Regions from separate parts of the Mus musculus genome. Here all the other regions are linked to region 3. The links are chromatin contacts, called in public HiChIP or PLAC-seq maps. All regions are on one chromosome and are shown on one strand. The core of a region is the stretch at or near the end of the contact, and the rest is flanking DNA. Distances in the headings are between cores, read along the strand shown.

The links. HiChIP or PLAC-seq counts read pairs in DNA pulled down with a chosen protein or histone mark.
Region 1: an HNF4G HiChIP or PLAC-seq map of pancreatic cancer cells shows a contact between it and region 3. The contact joins two enhancer-like sites. A contact is called at or near these places in 2 of 115 datasets of contacts at active chromatin or transcription factors (astrocytes and pancreatic cancer cells).
Region 2: an H3K27ac HiChIP or PLAC-seq map of embryonic fibroblasts shows a contact between it and region 3, with 6 times the contacts expected there. The contact joins two enhancer-like sites. A contact is called at or near these places in 2 of 115 datasets of contacts at active chromatin or transcription factors (the NIH/3T3 cell line and embryonic fibroblasts).

What each region holds. Positions count from the first base shown.
Region 1 is chr6:145,380,957-145,384,956 of GRCm38.p6, forward strand. No RefSeq gene overlaps it. Among named protein-coding and RNA genes, the nearest start is that of Gm38926, 35 kb to the left of the region's middle. Within about 2 kb of position 2,230, at least 11 of the 459 cell types and tissues checked have an H3K27ac peak or open chromatin away from gene starts, as enhancers often do. A contact at or near this core is called in pancreatic cancer cells, where this site is marked.
Region 2 is chr6:145,358,051-145,362,201 of GRCm38.p6, forward strand. No RefSeq gene overlaps it. Among named protein-coding and RNA genes, the nearest start is that of Gm38926, 12 kb to the left of the region's middle. Within about 2 kb of position 2,406, at least 46 of the 459 cell types and tissues checked have an H3K27ac peak or open chromatin away from gene starts, as enhancers often do. A contact at or near this core is called in embryonic fibroblasts, where this site is marked.
Region 3 is chr6:146,118,507-146,122,989 of GRCm38.p6, forward strand. The region is part of intron 55 of Itpr2 (inositol 1,4,5-triphosphate receptor 2); the gene reads right to left. Among named protein-coding and RNA genes, the nearest start is that of Gm35768, 23 kb to the right of the region's middle. Within about 2 kb of position 1,920, at least 59 of the 459 cell types and tissues checked have an H3K27ac peak or open chromatin away from gene starts, as enhancers often do. A contact at or near this core is called in embryonic fibroblasts and pancreatic cancer cells, where this site is marked.

The DNA of each region.
Region 1 (4,000 bases), core at 980-3,479, 740 kb before region 3:
GAAGCTTAGCAGCTCACCCGGGGCCCATGAAGGAATCCGTGCAGCTGCGTCACTATGGTCCGCTTTTCCTAGAACAGAGCTATGGGTCTCCAGTGGTGCCTGAGAGATGCTGCTGTGGATCTGATTATATTCTTTTGATTACAGTTCCCCTGGGCCCAGCTGGAGATGGAGGTTTTCTGAGCCCAGTTCTCAATTATTAAAAGCATAGTAAGTGTGTAGAGAGCATTTGCAATGCAGGGGATGGGGAGGGGGGACTTTAAAAGCCGCAGCTGTGGCACAACATCTCTCTCTTAACCCCTGCAGATGAGCTAAGCTAATAGATGAGCTCTCAGTGTGATAGCCCATTAGGGTGATGGATAAGCCATTCGCCAGTCACAGTTACAACGTGGACTACTGACGCCAGCCACTGCCACCGCTAAGCTTGAGTAGGACTTGTTCAGGGTGGCTGTTGGTTGGGATCGAAGCGCAGTTAATACTCCAATGTCTGCCCAAAGGAACAGACGAGAAAAGGAGAAGCAGGACAGAGGAGCTCGGGGCTGGATCCCTCCCGTCCCCACAAGGAAAATCTCAATGTGTCGTGGAGACGCTAGAGAGGGCAGGAACTCGTGGTGGCCAGATGGGTTTCACCCAGAACGTGGAACTACTGAGGAAAAACCAAAGATGGGCCAATATCGTTCTGTTAGCAAGACTCCTTGGTCAGGGTCAGGGGCGTCAGCAAGACCTGGGGTTAGGTGAGGGTAGACAGGGGAGGGTTTCCAGAGGCCAGTAAGGCAGACTAGCTGAATTGGTGAGGTCTGGATTTAACTCAAGACCCTGCTTCCAAAGGACAGGGTAGTTATCAAGTGAGGAAGGTCCTCTACCCTGGGGCCTACACACACACAAGGCTCAGTGAAGCAGTAACTGTTTTGAAGTTAAGTTTCACAAGTGTTTTTCCCATGATGATGGCAATGGCTGGCTGTTGATAGTGAGTCTGTTTGGAAGGCAGTGCAGAAGGAAAATGGGAATGAAATAGAGACAACAAAGACCCCTCATCCTCTGCTTTGAGTTTCAGGCTGTTAAGTCGCCATCTTCACCATGTGTGCACTTGGCTGCTGTGAGCCAAAGTGACTAACTGGCAGAGTTCAACTAGAATATACAGAACGGAGCATGCTGGGACGAGAAGGGGGCTGCAGGTTGATCCCCAAGACACTGGCTCCACTGTCTTTTACATTTCCTAGTAATTATATTAGTTGTTGAGAATTATTCTTAAAGTTCTAAGGCTGTCAGCTTAGTCTGATGGGGGAATAAGAATTAATTACAAGAGTTAACACAGTTCTATCCCACCTGAATACTGATGCTTGTGTGGACCCACTATGTATCTAATGATTTGGGCTGCCTCTCTTTCCACTACCACACCAGAACACTGATACTTGTGTGGACCCACTATGTGTCTAATGATTTGGGCTGCCTCTCTTTCCACTACCACACCAGAACATTGATACTTGTGTGGACCCATTGTGTATCTAATGATTTGGGCTGCCTCTCTTTCCTTCGACAGAATGGGTCATATGGCAGATGTTTTGCTGAGGCCACCAAATGATTCTGTAACAAAAGGGTCAGAAACAAGTCTTCCCTCCTACTCTTCCTACGGTGAAGAAACAAGAAATGGTTGTCATCACATTTTCCATGTTCTCAGAACTCCTTATCTCCAGGCCAGAGTGTTCCCAGAGCGTCTCTGCTCCCGGGTGTGGAGCTGGGCGAACATGTTTGCATTGTCCTCATTTAGAGGTACAGATTCAGCAACAGCTGTTGACAATTAATTATCCTTTGTCAACCGCATTCTGAGCTCTGAGTCTGTTCCCAGGTGCTTAGTGATACAGCAGCACACTTGGCCCGTGTTCTCTACGCCTCCCTTGGCATAGTGCCACTACAAGGACAGTGGCATTGTAAGTCACATGACTCCTTCTGATGCCGCCTCCCTCCCTTGGCAAACATAACACTACTACAGCATTCCAAGCAAGGATGGCGTCCTTGTACAATGACCATCACCGGTCTCACTCTGGCCCCTTTCTTCTATGTCTCCCATGTCTGTCTGATTACCATTTCTTTAAGGATTACATACCACACTACAAATGGAAGAAAAGCAACAAAGAAGAAAATGGCCATCAGGAACGTCTGCATGTCGTGAAGGAAGAGTTGATTGGCTGTGACATAGGGTTAGGGGGCAGGAAAACTTATGAGTCAGAGTTTTAGATATTTGAAACCTTGGTTAAAATATATCTTTCCTGACATGCCTGGTCTGAAGGGCTCAGTATGAGTTACAGACCACAGGGACAGCCTGAGTCCCTAATCAACCTTCACGGCACAGTCTGTTTGCAGGAACAATGTTAGGGCATAAAGAGAGTTTACCTCAAACTGGCCAGACAAGTGGGACCAGGGAGAGGGGAAGAAAAAGGGAAGAACTGAGGCAGAGAGGAAGGAATGGAGGGAGGGAGGGAGGAAGGAGAGAAGGAGGGAAGAAGGGAGGAAGATTAAGAGCAACTTTTGGATATTGGATCTGTCTTCTGAAAATTAGAAATTGGGAATTGAAGTTGAAATTGGGAAACGTCAATCTGGAAACTATCTGTACTTTACCGAATGGGAGTTTTCACTTAAAAACCAAACATCTTCTAGGTAGTTTGAAGATTTATTTTCCTGTGTGTGTGTGTAAACGCCTTCATGTGTATATGTGCAGCAAATGCATGCCTGGTGCCTGTAGATGCCAGCAGGGGATGTTGGATCTCCTGGGACTAGAGTCACAGCTGCTTGTGAGCAGCAATGTGGGTGTTGGGAACTGAACCCAGATCTTCTATAAGAGCAAATGCTTGTAACCAGAGACACGTCTCCAGCCCCCTCTTATAAGTACTTTTAAAATGGAAAATTATTAGCATTTTCTGAGTTAGACATTTTTATATTTGGTGATTAGTTTTGTCATTTCGATACACAACCCAAATAACTTGGGCAGTCTCAGTGAGGACCTGTCTACATACGGTTAGCCTGTGGTGTGTGTGTGGGATTAGCTTAACTGATATAGGTAGACCCAGTCCACTGTGGGCAGCAACATTCCCTAGATGAGGGGTCCTGACCTGTGTAAAAGTGGAGAAATCAAGTTGAGTGCAAGGGAGCGAGCAGCATTTGTGAGTTCATTTCTCCCTGCCTAGACTGTGGATATGATGTGACTAATCCCTTTGCTATGGTTTCCTCTCAACAGTGGGCTATAACCTGGAATTAGAAACAAAAGTAAACCCCCTTTTCCCTACCTTGATTTTTCTTTCCCACCAACAGAAATAAAACTAGAACAGGTAAGAGGATCCAACATGAGCAGAGGTTTGTCTCTCTCTCTTTCTTTCTTTCTTTCTTTCTTTCTTTCTTTCTTTCTTTCTTTCTTTCTTTCTTTCTTTCTTTCTTTCTTTCCTTCCTTCCTTCCTTCCTTAGATATTTTCTTTATTTACATTTCAAATGTTATTCCCTTTCCTAGTTTCCCCTCCAAAAAATCTCCTATCCCTTCCCTCCTCCCCCTGCTCCACAACCCACCCACTCCAGCTTCCTGGCTCAGGCATTCCTCTATACTGGGGCATAGAACCTTCACAGGACCATGGGCCTCTTCTCCTCCCCCAACAAGGCCATCCTCTGCTACATATGCAGCTAGAGCCACAAGTCCCTCCGTGTTTTTTCTTTGGTTGGTTTAGTCCTAGGGAGCTCTGGGGGTGCTGGTTAGTTCATATTGTTGTTCCTCCTATGGGGCTGCAAACCCCTTCAGCTCCCTGGATACTTTCTCTAGCTCCGTCATTGGGAAACCTGTGCTCCATCCAATGGATGACTGTGAGCATCCACTTCTGTATTTGCCAGGCACTGGTAGAGCCTCACAGGTGACAGCTATATCAGGTTCCTGTCAGAAGGCTCTTGTTGGCATCTACCTAGTGTCTGGGTTTGGTGGTTGCTTATGGGATTGATCCCCAGGTGGGGCAGTCTCTGGATGGTC
Region 2 (4,151 bases), core at 1,156-3,655, 760 kb before region 3:
GTGCCATGTCCCCGACCTCATCTACACACATGTCAAGGCTGAGAAGGAGCCTGGACGCCGTCTCTTTGAAAATCCATCACCGCAACATTTTCAAAGGCAGATTAGAAACAGATGGAAAAAACAGTTTATTTTATTTGGAAAATCGGATTCCCTTCTGGGAGACCTAGGGCAACAAACATCAGGATCTGGCTCTGCTCACATTTCCTGGCTCACTCTGAGACTGGAATATACGGTTAAGGATGGTTCAAGAAAATATGTGTGTGTGTGTGTAAAGAGAGAGAGACAGACAGGCCGACAGAGACAGACACACACAGACAGCAACAGAGAGACAGACAGGCACACGCACACATACACACACACACACACACAAACACACACACACACACAAACACACACACACACAGAGAGACAGAGAGAGAGAGAGAGAGACAGACAGACAGAGAGAAAGAGACAGACAGACAGACTGACAGAGACAGACAGCGACAGAGAGACAGACAGGCACACACATACATACACACACACACACACACACACAGAGACAGAGCGAGAGACAGACAGACAGACAGACCGACAGAGACAGACAGACAGCGACAGAGAGACAGACAGGCACACACACACACACACAGAGAGAGAGAGAGAGAGAGAGAGAGAGGGAGAGAGAGAGGGAGAGAGAGAGAGAGAACCACCTGGAGTCAGAAGGCATGGGATTCTCTGGATTAGGAGTTACAGGCAGTTGTGAGCCACACAAAGTTGGTGCCAGGAACCAAACTCAGGTCCCCTGGAAGAGCAGCGACCAGTCTTAATGGCGGAACCATCTTTTCAGCCCTAGACCTTTTCTGATCTGGTCACACCATGGTGAGCAAACAAGAAACATGATTCTTGTGTCCCTCTAATCAGGACTTTGGGCTGTAGCTAATGCCTTCCGTGGTTTAGACCTAACTTAGGATCTTGTGATTCATTTAACTGTCATGTCTCTCGAGTCTCCCCTCCTGTGGTTCAACTCTAGCCTTCCTTTCTCTTTGATGACCTTGGCATTTTGGAAAGGACAAGCCAATTATTTTGCAGACTCTCTTTCACTTCGTGTCAGAAGTTTCCTCATGGTTAGATTCAGTTTATGTGTTTTGGCAAAAATGCCTCATAAAGAATGCGTTCTTCTTAGGGTATCGGTCTAGAATGTGAGTGGAACCTGTCTGTCCAAGCACTAAGGACATTCTCTTTGATTGCTAGACGGTGTGTTGCTTAATAACTTTTGCTCCTATAAAGTACAATTTTCAGGAGTTTCTTTAGGGCCAGGGCTTGAAGATGATTCTAGACCAAGGATGTCCCCCTGTAGTGAAAGAGTGTCCAATTCTGTCCAACATGACAGCCAGTGAGTGACACGTTTTGGGCACTTATGACAAAGGGTGCTATTGAAGACATCAAAGGGGGTACAGTCGGAATGTCAGAATGCTCATAAAACAGCCTGTATGTACCAACATCTCCTAAAACAGACAAGTACTGTGCTTTGGATCTTTGGACCAGGGGCTTAGGGCAGAGAACCATGTTCAGAGCTGAAGCCTCAGAGCTCATGGCCCAGCGGTTGCCTGGCGTTAGAGTGGCGCCCGGGAAGCCACCTCCCATCTTTATTTCAGAAGTAGCTGCTCTAGAAGCTCTAGGCAGAGCCAGGGTTAGCGCGACTTCATTCTGTAACCCGGGCTGTAGCCTGTTGTGATGACTGCTTTTTGCGGGGGTGGGGGTCGGGGGAGGGGAGCGTCTGAATCATTCTAAGAAAATGGGGCTTGGTTTGTTCGATGAGTTGGGGCCAGGTGAGATCCTGCAAGAACACTGTGTTGTTCTTGGAAGTGATTAAGGTTGAAGCACAAGTTCGGGGAGAACGATTGTATCCCTCATAAAAGTGGATTCTGTTCGTTTTAAGGTACACAATAGAAGCTGTGGCCCAGACTCGCCCCAAAGGCAGCCTCGAGGGCATTTACACGCACAGATGGGCATGCACTCAGGAGAGCCACTAAGGAAAGCTGACGTTGAAACGCCCACGTCTTAAGCTATCTGCTGTGAACCTCTGCAAAGATTCATTTTTTTTCTTGCCAAATATAGCATTCAGTTACCAAGTGGAATTGTAAAAGTTTACGTTTTCATGAAAATTCCGGTAATGTTTTTTCCCTCCTCCACCAACGTCTTCTCAGTTCACCACTAGAGGGCACTGTTGGCAGTGAGATCAACAGGAAGGAAGCAGAAAATTGTCTAGTGTTTCTTTGTTGTGTGTGTTTTAAATAACTTTAAATTACTTCCTTTCCGTCAGTAAATAAAAACGGAAATTTAAAAGCTACTCTACTTACAGTTTATATGGACTTGTGTTTCCACTCACCTCAGATACATACAAACCTTGAGTGTACTCCATTAACAAAATAAATAAATCATTGTAAAATGTAGTTCCAATTTCTCCCAAATGCTTCCTTTCCCCAGGCACCTCGCACACTCCTGTACATCCTGTTTGGAATGTTTCCCGCACTTGGAAACGCCTTAGTTGGTTTTTTTTTTTTGTTTGTTTGTTTGTTTTGTTTTGTTTTGTTTTAATTTCTGAGCCGGTTAAACAATTTTACTTTCCCAATCACACTTTCCTGTCATTTGCTTCCAGACCCCAGAGCAGCGAGGGATCTTTCTGGTATCTAGCTTAAGCTATTTATTTCCCGTGTACCATATATACATATTCTGCACGCACACACATGCACAGGAAAGCACATTCCATGTCTCCATTTAGAGGTTACAGAGGTGGCAAGCGTGTCTGCATTCTGAGGGCGCATCCAAAGCTGCTGTCTAGCCATAAGCTTCATGCTTTTGAGGAAAACCTCAACGATGACTCCAGGGGCAATCTCTGCCTCCTTTCAGTGAATGCTGGGCCGTGTCACCATCCTTCAGGCTCACACATTAGCCCCGTAGCAGGCTCTAACACAGGCTCACACAGGTTCTGCTTGGATTTAGTTCTAGGAATTGGCCTGAGGACTGGAGGGAGACTGCTGGTTGGTCTATCGGCCACAGGTAGGGAACGACTTCTGTAGAATCTTCCAGAACAGTGGAAGTGCTGGTGCTTACTAGATTTCCTACGTTACTTTCTGTTACTGCGATAGCACCCTGACTAAGTCAACCTGAGGCTGGAGCTGAAGCGGAGGCCATGCAGGAGCGCTGCCACTGGCTGCTCACTGGCTCACATTCAGCTACCTTTCTGACCTGGATGGACTGCCTGCCTAGAGATGGTGCCGCCCACAGTGGGCGGGGCCTTCCTCCAACAACTAGCAATCAAGAAAATGCCCTGCAAACACTCCCACAGGCCAATCTGATGGAGGCGATTTCTCAACTGAAGCTCCCTTCCCCCAGCCTCTCTAAGTTTGTGTCAGGTTGGCAGGTGAAGCTATGACATTAGGTAGGGACACAGAAGCCACAGGAAACTGCAGAGTCAGCATCCATCCAGGCCCCCTCCCCCAATCAGGGCTGTCATTGTCCCTCACACTTGCTCTGCAGCAAACTCACATGGCCCTGGAGTTCTGAGTCCCTTAGATCTCGTGCCCGACTCACAACTCCTCTCGCTGCCTTTCCACTACAGGCAAAATGAGCGCCCTGTGAGTGAGCAGTGGTGTCGTCTGGAACTCCAGCTTTGCAATACACCGCAACAACAGCTCACCACTCACGGTGGTTCAGGGCAAAACTTAGCAGCGGCTGCTTCTGCTACCCCAGGGCATCTTTTCCTGTATGCCCGGATTGCCATCTCTGCCACCACAATCTCCTCCAGTGGATTACTTTCTCAAGTTGCTACTGGACCTGCAACTGTAAAGTCCAAGTTGCCAAGGCCTTCCAGGACTTAGCTGCAGCCTATCTAGTAACCAGGATGCCATTAGCTTCCCCTACACGATGGCACTGGAGCCAATCCCAAGTCTCCACGAGGCTGTGTGTTCCTCCAACCACCTGTTAGCCAGATCCCTCCTCTCAGCTGAGGATGGCAAGATGGCATTAAATAGGCTAATATTTGTATGAGAGTAAGCCATCACTGTAAGAAACGAGGGTCAATGAATATTTTGGGCCAAAGGTAAAACTGTTTTAAACATCACGGACCACGTGTGTACCGCCCACCCAGCATTTAAAAACTCAAAGTGAAGCTG
Region 3 (4,483 bases), core at 670-3,169:
AAGCTCAATATAATAAAGGTAGCATACAGGATTCCTCAGACAACATCTTCCTAAACAGGGAAAAACTGCAAGTAGTTCCACTAGAACCAGGGACACAATGGTAATCCCTTTGCCTACTCCCATTTAAGTAGGCAAGTCCTGACATCTTAGCTAGAGTAGTAAGACAGGTGAAGGTAAAGTGGATACAAATAAGAAAGGAAGAAGTCAAAGTATCCTTATTTGGAGATGATACAATTCTATTATGTAAAACTTTCCAAAGGTTCCACCAGATGACTACTACACCTGATAAATATTTCAGCAAATTAACAAATCAGTTAAAAAAAAAACAAAAAAAAACAAAAAAACAAAGGATTGGCCTTCATACAAACAACAAACATACGGGGAAAGAAATAAATGAATACCTTTCATAATAGCCTCAAGAAAAGTAAAATATCTAGAATAAGTATAACGAAGACAGGAAAGATTTGTACAACAACAACAAAAAATCTTTTAAAAGAATGAAAAAAATAAATTGAACAAGAAACCAGAAAGTGGCAAAACCTCCCATGTATATACATTGTTACAATGAACATTGTGAGCATGACTGTCCTTACCAAAGCAGGTGGTACTGGCACAAAGACAGACTTGTCAGTCAAAGGAACAAAACTGAGGACTCACATATAAACCCACACTCCTACATCCTACATCCACTCAACTTTTGACAAAGAAGTCAACAAATACCTGTTGGAGAGAAGACAGCATCTTGAACAAGTGTTGCTTGTCAAACTGGATGACCACAGAGGAGGGATCAAATCTGAACTGTGTCTTTCATCTTGTATAAAACTCTACTCCAAATCCATGAAGGATGTTAATACAAGACCAGATACTCTAACTCTGACAGGAGCAAGGGGACCTAGGCTTGACTCACTGATATAAGAACAGACGTTTTGAGTAGCATCTTGATAGAAAAAGGCTTTATTTAATACCAATAATTAATAAATGGGACCTCAAAAACCAAAAGTTTCTGAACAGCAAAGGGTACTATCGCTCAACTGAAGAGGCAGTAAGCAGACTGGACATTTTTTATTCATGAGTTATATCTTTGAAGGAGTGGTACTATCTAGAATATATAAGTAGCTCAAAATTAAACATTCAAGAAAACCTAAACGGGACAAAACTAAACAGAGTCCAGGGGGGAAAATATATGTTCAACATACATAGCCATCAAGGAAATGCAAATTAAAACTGCTCAGAGGTTTCATCTAAGCCCAGTCAGAATGGTTACGGTCAAGAAACAAATGGTGACAAATGGCAGCATGGACACTGGGTCTGGGGACACTCATTCTTTGCTGGAGGTGTGTGAACTGGAGGGGGGTGAACTGGTACAGCCACTAAGAAAATATGTGTAGAGGTTCCTCAAAAGGCTGATAATAGACCTATCATATGCTCCACATATACTGGTCTTGGGCAAAGGACTCCATATATTGGGATATCCATAAAAATTTGCAAAGAACCAATAAATTTTTAAGAGAAAAATAAAATTTAAAAAGGCGTTTAAAAATCAGTACAGAAAAGTTTTCTTTTCACAGAAACAACCTTAAACATAAGTATTGTATATGCTTTTAGGTTCTTGTGTTCCATTTTCTGTTGAAAGCAGTCTGTGACAAAACAGTGTGTGTGCATTTTTCAGTAAGGGAGTGTCCTTTCCTTTGAGGGAGGGGAAGGTGAAGTGGCTACCTTACCCTAAGACAGAAGTGCAGGCCTGATGCGTCCAGCAGGGTTCCCCTGCACAGCTTCCTCACGCCGCTGGCCTGTGCTTTGCTCCTGGTTAACACAGTGGTCTGATTTCACTTTACGTGGCATATCTTGTGGTCATGCACATGGTTATCGGATTCCCAGGCCGGTGCTGGTTAGTCAATATGATATCATTTCCTCATTTCACCAGAACTGAATACATGTGACCACAGGGTAGCCTCAAGCCAGGGAAGAAGATTAGCTGCCAGACTTCTAGGCTGCAGGGTTGATCCTTCCTAATAACTCAGTGAAGTGCAGGTCTTCTAGAGGCTTCTAAAATGCAAGACTCTTAGATGAATTTGTCGTTCCTGACACGTTCACTTAGGACCCATAATCCTCTTCCTGGGGATAATTTTGTATAATAGTGTGCTTGTCTAGGAGACTGCCAGAGCAATGGACAGAAGTCACAAGAATCTTTCAGAGTCCTTTTAATAGTAGGTCAGCGTGACCCATTGATGTCTACAGCTGTTCAGTCAGAGTCTGTCACTTAGAGACCCTGTGTGGTGTTCACATTTAGTGTTTTCAAGTGATACTTCATTCCTGGAGCAGAGATAGTACTGTGCAATGGAAGGGCACCAATTGGGGAGATAGAACAACCTGGGCTTTGACTTCGTCATAACTGAAAGCATTTCCTGTATGGGGCGGATGGGTGTCCCACTGTCTAAGGCTCAGTTTGCTTCTCGGTGAAACAAGAATGCCCCTCTAGGTGTGTCCATACCTTTTCCTGCCCTGTGCTTCGTGAGCTGTGAATGCAAGGTAAAGCTTTAAAATTCAAGTTGCTGCAAATAGACTTGAGCCTATCAAAGTTTAAACACACAGAGTTAAGGCTGGAAGCAGCCCTGAGTCACAGAGCCCAAGCTAGCATGTGTGTGAGTAAGTTTTTGCTATGTCAGAATGAGATTAAGAAGTAATAAGACTGGTTTGGTCCAACCAAACATTGAGGATTTGTCTTTTTAAAAAGGTATTAGCATTTATGAAAATCACCTGTATATATGTAAGCTGGAGGGAAATGAAATTCTGACCTTCTGTAACACGGCAACAGATCCCGCCTTGCCTTCCGAGTGCCTGGCATTTGGTCCTGTTGTGGCCGATACCCACAATTCCACAGAACAAGGGTTGCTATGATCTTACTCCATGGCCTACAACATGAAGCAAGTTTACTTACTTGCCCAAGGCCACAGAACGGTGAGTGGCTGAGTCAGGCTTTGGTTCTTTGGAGTCCCTCTGCCTTTCCTGAACTGCTCTCCATGTCTGACGGAGACACTGGCACTTGGCTGCTACAGAAGCTGAGGTACAAGGATTGCAGGTTCAAGGCCTGGCCCAGCTACAGAGTGAGCTCAGCCCAGAAACTTGGTGAGACTAAACAGAAACAGAAGGTGGCTAGAGGTGGCTCAGCTTCTGGGTGCTTCAGGCCTCCGCTCCAGAAAGCCCAGCTTCTAAACTCAGTGGGAAAATCAAACAATACAGGGATGATTGCAACTGGAATCCCTCGGGTTACTTTTGCAGGGTATGCTAAAGGTTCGTTTACTGAAGATCAGAAGCACATGTCCTGTCAGTATTGTGTCAGAGATCCACATATAGGTGAGGAAGGAAAATGCCGGAAGTATGGTGGAGTTTGGCAGAGGGCTTTCAAATATCACTACTGAGAGGCAACACAGAGAATAGAATGCACTCGGTTCTGCAGCTGAGTACCAACTAACCATCTGATACCCCTTGCCCAGCCTCCATTTGCTAAGGCTGTGTGCTGCGGGGCTCTCATAATACCATTTTCATGCTGGCCATCCCAAACTGATCTCTGCTTCTTACTAGATTTTCCACCATAAAATTCAACTGCAAAGCCTCCTGGTACAAAGAGAAAAGTACCAGAGTCGCCATGAGTGACATGACCGACGGACTCATGAGTGAAGTGACCGACGGACGCATGAGTCCTATACCACATGGTTTGAGCAGTAAACCCAGCACCCTCAGGTGACAACTGGCAGCTGTCATGAGAAGTGAGGCGACTCCTAGGAGCATAAAGGGTGAAACTTCAAAGGATGAAGCCACACAGTGGACTTGGCTGAGCACAAGTGAGAGAGAATGGAGATGTGTGTACCTTTCTGGAAGCAGGAGGCTGTCTTGGAATAATGACCTCAAGCTGAGCATAACTTTAATATGCCTAGTCACAGAGAGATCAGGCATTGGAGGGCAGGAATTGCAGCCTTTCTCCACAGCGCAGTTTCATGCGTGTGCAACAGGGAGGCTGCCACTCATTAGCCCATAGGCTTGGCAGATCTGATTTGGGTGTGGTTTGGTGAATAAGCTTCCCATGTTTAAGCTAAGACCACTTGAGTTTCATGTACTTGACACACCTCTATGGTTTTCTTTAAGAATCTCACTGATTGATTTTATGATTAATTGATTACCTACTCAATAGGATACTCTGAAAGTCAAAACAAAGCCAAAGCATTTTCTACATATAAAGCTTGCTTCTGACATAGATTGGAGCTAGTCAGATGCAGTCTTATAATGCTTTGTTTTTATTGGCTGTTTGACACAGGTACTCAGTTTTAGTAGGAACATGGAGCCTGCCTGGGAGGTTTAACATGTTGACCAACTCTTTATCTGCTTCCAATTGAAGTCTAACCTATTGCCTCTTCAGTAAGACTTCACAGTTGCCACAGGGGCATGGTCACTTTCTAAACATGTCTCCATCATTTTCCTTTAGTCG